Regions from separate parts of the Sus scrofa genome. Here region 2 is linked to region 1. Evidence: chromatin contacts called from public Hi-C data. All regions are on one chromosome and are shown on one strand. The core of a region is the stretch at or near the end of the contact, and the rest is flanking DNA. Distances in the headings are between cores, read along the strand shown. Region 1 overlaps LOC102164321 (a long non-coding RNA gene). Region 2 holds the start of DDR1 (discoidin domain receptor tyrosine kinase 1).

The links. Hi-C and Micro-C count contacts between places; a contact is called where the count stands out from the background.
Region 2: a Hi-C map of embryonic fibroblasts shows a contact between it and region 1, with 3 times the contacts expected there. The contact joins the promoter of DDR1 here to the enhancer-like site in region 1. A contact is called at or near these places in 3 of 5 promoter capture datasets (fetal skeletal muscle, liver and skeletal muscle), 25 of 47 Hi-C or Micro-C datasets (adipose tissue, alveolar macrophages, blood and 15 more) and 2 of 2 datasets of contacts at active chromatin or transcription factors (alveolar macrophages and skeletal muscle).

What each region holds. Positions count from the first base shown.
Region 1 is chr7:23,341,494-23,344,426 of Sscrofa11.1, forward strand. The region is part of intron 1 of LOC102164321 (a long non-coding RNA gene); the gene reads left to right. Among named protein-coding and RNA genes, the nearest start is that of DDR1, 38 kb to the right of the region's middle. Within about 2 kb of position 1,333, at least 19 of the 83 cell types and tissues checked have an H3K27ac peak or open chromatin away from gene starts, as enhancers often do. A contact at or near this core is called in adipose tissue, embryonic fibroblasts, omental adipose tissue and 3 more, where this site is marked.
Region 2 is chr7:23,379,055-23,382,156 of Sscrofa11.1, forward strand. DDR1 (discoidin domain receptor tyrosine kinase 1) reads left to right here and starts at 1,418. Exons shown (of 17, transcript NM_001123105.1): 1 at 1,418-1,508; 2 at 1,599-1,701; 3 at 1,909-2,137. The coding sequence starts at 1,418.

The DNA of each region.
Region 1 (2,933 bases), core at 83-2,582:
CCAGGAATCGAACCTGCAACCTCATGGTTTCTAGTGGGATTCGTTAACCACTGAGCCACAACAGGAACTCCCGTCCTGGACTCTTTAGACTAGCTCATCTGCCAAATGATGGCCCTGAGTGACCCCAGTTGATATCAATAGGAGTAGACTTGCGAACTGACAAAGTCACTAACTTTAAGCCACTAGGTTTGAAGTAGTTATGCAGTGAGTGGTTTTAAGCCACTAGGTTTGGAGTGGTTATGCAGCGATAGGTAACAGGAACAGCTGAATCTTTACCTAGTCCACAGCCTTCGTGTCCATGATGAGCTCTGTAAGAATCCATCTCATTAACTTACTTTGCCAGTGTGGCTACAGTATTTGCCAAATCTTCATTTCATTAGAATTCTTTTAGCTGTCAGGCTTGTGGCAGGATAATTTATTATGGAATTATTTTTTGTTTTGTTCTTGTTGCTCTATGTGTATTTCCCTCACTGAGAAGGTTATGAAGTTTTTGTTCTCATTTCTGAGCTTCTGTTTTGGATATGGAGAGGGTGGGTGAGTGTTGGTGTTAGGGTCATGTATAAACATCTAGGCTGAGACAGAAGTGGGTTGTGGGTATGTGCTTAGCGGAGGTTGAGATTCTCTGGGACCTGGAAATTTGGTACCTTCTGCTCAATGAGTAGTGGAGACTCAGGCTTCTGATTTTTCCCAGGGCATACCTAGGCTGAAAGATGGCTGGACAAAGCCCAGAGAGGCCGGACATGGTTTCTCTCCACTAGGGACACAGGACATGGTACCCCAGGGGAACTCTGTGGTCAGTGATATGGACATCCATAAGGGGCAGTGCCTGATCCAGAGGACACCAGGGTTTGACAGAAACCTCTGAAAGAAGAGGGATCAATGGAAACCATGGCTGCTGCTATGGATGGAGTGTTTGTATCACCCCTAAATTCATATGTCAAAGCCCTAATCCCCAACGTGATGGTATTTGGGGGTGGAGTCTTTGGAAGGTAGTTAGGTTTAGGTGAGGTCATGAGGTGGGACCCCAGTGGTAGAATTAGTGCCCTGATAAGAAGAGGAAAAGACCAGATCCCTCCTCTGTCTCTGTCATGTGAGGATGCAGAGAGAAGCTGGCCATCTGGAAACAAGGAAGAGAACTCTTACCAGACACTGAATCTTCTAGCCCCTCGTTCTAAGACTTCTGGGCCTCCAGAACTGTGAGAAAGAAATGTTTGCTGTTTAGGCCACCTGGTCTGTGGTATTTTATTATAGCAAGCCTGAGCTGTGACAGCCACCACTGGTTACTAAGGACCTGGCCTTGCTCTCAGCTTTTCTGGCACTGAATAAACCCCTGATGTTTTATGATCTCATGAAGGGAGGAGGGAGCCCCACTAATGACTAGGGTTGAATTTCCTCACAGTCTAGCAGTTTGGAACACAGAGCAGATTCCATTTGGTTGAGGAAAACATTAGGAATGTGATATTTCATGCACATTTTATAATCAACAATGATAAATGTAACATACTTTTAAAGCCATCCAAAACATTTTGTGGCTTTCTCTTTATTGCATTGTGGGCTCCTGTGCCCATTGAATTCTTGGTATTTTCCTTGGCAGGATTTTTGTGAAATGTCTCCAAAGTCTGAATTTTTTTTTTAATATAAAGAAGGGCATGGAAACAAGGGAGGGGCTGGCTCAGAAAAATAAAACCCAACTATTTTTGATGCACGTCCTTTATTTCTCACTTACTGAATATCTTCTCTCTGTAGTCTTTGATTTTAATAAATTGTGTATGGATTTTTAAAAATTTCTAATCTTTTTTCTGCATGATCAAGCAATCCCACTCCTGGGCATGCACCTAGACAAAATTATAATTCAAAAAGATAACACACCCCTATGTTCATTACAGCACTATTCACAATACCCAAGACAAGGAAACAATCTAAGTTCCATGTATGGACAGATGAATGGATAAAGAAGATATGGTACATGTATAATGGAATACTACTCGGCCATGAAAAAGAATGAAATAATGCCATTTGCAGCAACATGGATGGACCTAGAGATGTTCATACTAAGTGAAGTACGTCAGAAAGAGAAAGACATCTGGGAGTTCCCGTCGTGGCGCAGTGGTTAACGAATCCGACTAGGAACCATGAGGTTGCGGGTTCGGTCCCTGCCCTTGCTCAGTGGGTTAACGATCCGGCGTTGCCGTGAGCTGTGGTGTAAGTTGCAGACGCGACTCGGATCCCACGTTGCTGTGGCTCTGGCGTAGGCCAGTGGCTACAGCTCCGATTCAACCCCTAGCCTGGGAACCTCCATATGCCGCAGGAGCGGCCCAAGAAATAGCAACAACAACAACAACAACAACAACAAAAAGACAAAAAAAAAAAAAAAGAAAGAGAAAGACATCACTTATATTTATAATCTAAAATATGACACACATCACAAGGCTACCGGGTGTCAGCACTATCCTTTGTCATCCTGGGGCAGTAACATTATTCATCACATTTCCACCAGAAGAACCCCTTTGAAGTAAGATTCCAGGGTATAAACAGTTTTTCTCCTTTTTTATGTAATGCAGATAATTATATAGTAGCAGAGGGTGGGTGGCCTTCAATTCTGCTCAGAAGGACATAGATCAGATCTGGCCCCTTTTCCCATAAACGTTCTCATAAAATTAAATAAGGTAGTTAAGCCCCCCTCCAGGACCTGGAGGTAATGATTGCTTTGCTCTTGAACAAGCTAAAACAAAATTGGAAATGTGGTTGATTATTGCATCATTGTACCACCCTGGCTGCTGGGTAGCAAGAAGCCAGCAGTCAACTAAAGCCATGGTGAGAATCAGCTGAAGAAAATCTGCGAGGCGAGAAAGGAGGCCCTAGCGAGAAAGGAACTATCTCAGGCTGTGACCACTGCTGAGAAGTATTGCTGTGTGTGAGAGACGGGAAGTGCC
Region 2 (3,102 bases), core at 168-2,667, 38 kb after region 1:
CGGGAGAGGTGGGGGTGGAGAGCAGCACCCAGGAATCCCAGGCTGGCTGCCTGGGGCTCTGGCAGCCTGCTCCCCTGTGCCTGCTCGTGGACTTCCAAGGGACCAGGCATGATGCTTCTGGTTCCAGCTCTCCTTTGATACCCAGGTCCCCCCACAACTCAGTCAACCCCCTCAGCTGCTGCTTTGGAGCTGTGGGGTCTCAGCTGCCTCTTACATTCCTGCCCTGGAGCATTATGGGAGCAGCTGGAGGACAAAAGGATGGGGGAGTATCCCCCATACTCCTCCTACCTCCTGGGGTGACCTGGCTTCCCTGTCTTTAGGCCCGCCCTCATCTCCAAGGCAACTCAGCCTTTTCCTCAGCCCTGGGCTCTTTCTTCAGAAATTGGGAACTGGGGATAGCAGGGTCTTAGGAAGGGAAGGCATAGCAGGGAGAGGGGATGGGATGCTTTGGACCTGATGACAGAAGGGGTAAGGGTGTGAAGGGTGGCCCTAGGGGTCCCCAAGGATTCCAGGGCCTGGAGGACTCAGTGAAGACCTCTGTTGGGAAGAGGACTGGTCAGGACTGCTTTTCCTGAGGCTGGGGAGGGTAGATACCTAGGTTCATAAGAACTAGTCGTTGGGAGTTCCCGTCGTGGCGCAGTGGTTAATGAATCTGACTAGGAACCATGAGGTTGCGGGTTCGATCACTGGCCTTGCTCAGTGGGTTAACGATCTGGCGTTGCGTGAGCTGTGGTGTAGGTTGCAGACGCGGCTCGGATCCCGCGTTGCTGTGGCTCTGGCGTAGGCCGGTGGCTACAGCTCCGATTAGACCCCTAGCCTGGGAACCTCCATATGCCACGGGAGTGGCCCAAAGAAATAGCAAAAAAAGAAAAAAAAAAAAAAAAAAAAAAAAAAAAACTAGTCGTTGGAATGGTTTTGCGGGGAGGTGGGGCAGGGAGGGGCGGCAAGCTGCCTGGGCACCAGTGAAGAAGAGTGAGGATTCTCAAGCTTTAATAGGCACAGATAACCTGGAGATTGTGTTAAAATGCAGATTCTGATTCAGCAGGTCCAGGGTGGGACCTGAGATTCTGCATTTCTCCCAAGTGCCCAGATGTTACTGAGGCTACTGGGTCAGGAACCAGAAGGGCTATAGAGAACATTGAGATTGGAAGGTGCTGGGTTCCCCCACTTCTCTTAGAATTAAGTTCCTAGGTGGGGAGGGGACCAGAGTTCAGCTCAGTCTTTGGCACATGGGAAACAGTCTAAAAATTATCCCAATTATCACTGCAATTATCCCAAAGCAGCCCATTCTATTTGTCTCTTGTTGGCTGTGACTCAGTTTCCCTGATTGCCCTTTAACTTACTCCCCCCCCAATACCCCTTATGTTCCCTGCAGAGATGCTGCCCCCACCCCCTTAGGCCCGAGGGAATAGGAGCTATGGGGCCAAGGGCCCTCTCATCTCTACTGCTACTGCTGCTGCTCTTGGTGGCAACGGGAGATGCTGACATGAAGGGACATTTTGACCCTGGTGAGGAGACTGGCTCTTGGGTCCCTGAGGGATGGGGCTTGGGAGACCGAGTCAGGAGCCATGACCCTCTGTATGCCTGTGTTCACCCAGCCAAGTGCCGCTATGCCTTGGGCATGCAGGACCGGACCATCCCAGATGGTGACATCTCTGCCTCCAGCTCCTGGTCAGACTCCACTGCGGCTCGCCACAGCAGGTATCTGGCATACCTGGGGCTGCCCCAGAGGGAGCACCTGGGGCCTCCACTCACCCTTCCAACTCTCTGCCCAAGCCAAGAGGCTTATGAGAGGGCCAATGCCAATAAAACCCCCACAGTACTGGGCGGGGGCAAGGGACTTTAAATACTGGAGACTGAGGCAGACCTCAGGCCAGGTGTTCCCTGTGACCTCCTGCCTCCTCCCAGGCTGGAAAGCAGTGACGGAGATGGGGCATGGTGCCCTGCAGGGCCAGTGTTTCCCAAGGAGGAGGAATACCTGCAGGTGGACTTGCGGCGGCTGCACCTGGTGGCGCTGGTGGGCACCCAGGGGAGGCACGCGGGGGGCCTGGGCAAGGAATTCTCCCCCAGCTACCGGCTGCGTTATTCCCGAGACGGCCTCCGCTGGATGGACTGGAGGGACCGCTGGGGCCAGGAGGTAAGGCTGGCAGGGGCAGCGCCCAGGGAAGGCTGGCTCTGCTCTCCCCTCCAGCTGTACTGCCTATGCACTGATGACTTGTAATGTCTCCCCTCTCCAGCCCAGGCACCCCCCTGAGCTCCAGCTAGTGTTGCAGACCTGACCACTCTCCACCTAGATGTCTAATGGGCATCTCAAACTTCCATAAACTTCTCAAGCTGAACTTGAGTCCCATTCCCACCCTAAACCTGTTCCTCCCCCAGCATTCCCCAGCAAGTGGTACTGCCGTATGTCCAGTTGCTTAGGCCAAAGCTAAGATGATATCCTTGATTCCTTTTTTTCTCTCACCTTCTACTTCCAAAGCATTATTTAGCGTAATTTAGCAAGGCCAGGCTGTTCTAGCTCCATGATGTTTCCTGAATCCAACCCCTTCTTACCACTTCTACCTCTATGGCCCTAGGCTGGGCCCCTACCAGCTTAGATCAGTGCAGCAGTCACCAAACTGTTCTCCCAGTTTCTTTCTTTCTTTCTTTTTTTTTTTTTTTTTTTTTTTTTTTTTGGCCTTTTTAGGGCCAAACCCACAGCATATGGAACTTCCCAGGCTAGGGGATGAATTGGAGCTGTAGCTGCCAGCCTACACCATAGCCACAGCAACACGAGATCCAAGCCATATCTGCGACCTACACCACAGCTCACGGCAACGCTGGATTCTTAACCCACTGAGCGAGGCCAAGGATCGAACCTGCATCTTCATGGATCCTAGTCGGGTTCGTTACCACTGAGCCACAATGGGAACTCCCTAGCTTCTTTCTCTCCTGAAGTTAAATCTCCACCTGGAGGCTATATCCAGGGTACTGGAGAAAATGCAAATCTGATGCCTCACACCTGGCTCACAGCCCTCTGCTGGCTTTCCTTGCTGCCAGAACAAAAGCTGAGCTCCTTCCTCAGTACAGAGGCTTAGCTTGTGTTGGCTCCTGTCCACTTCC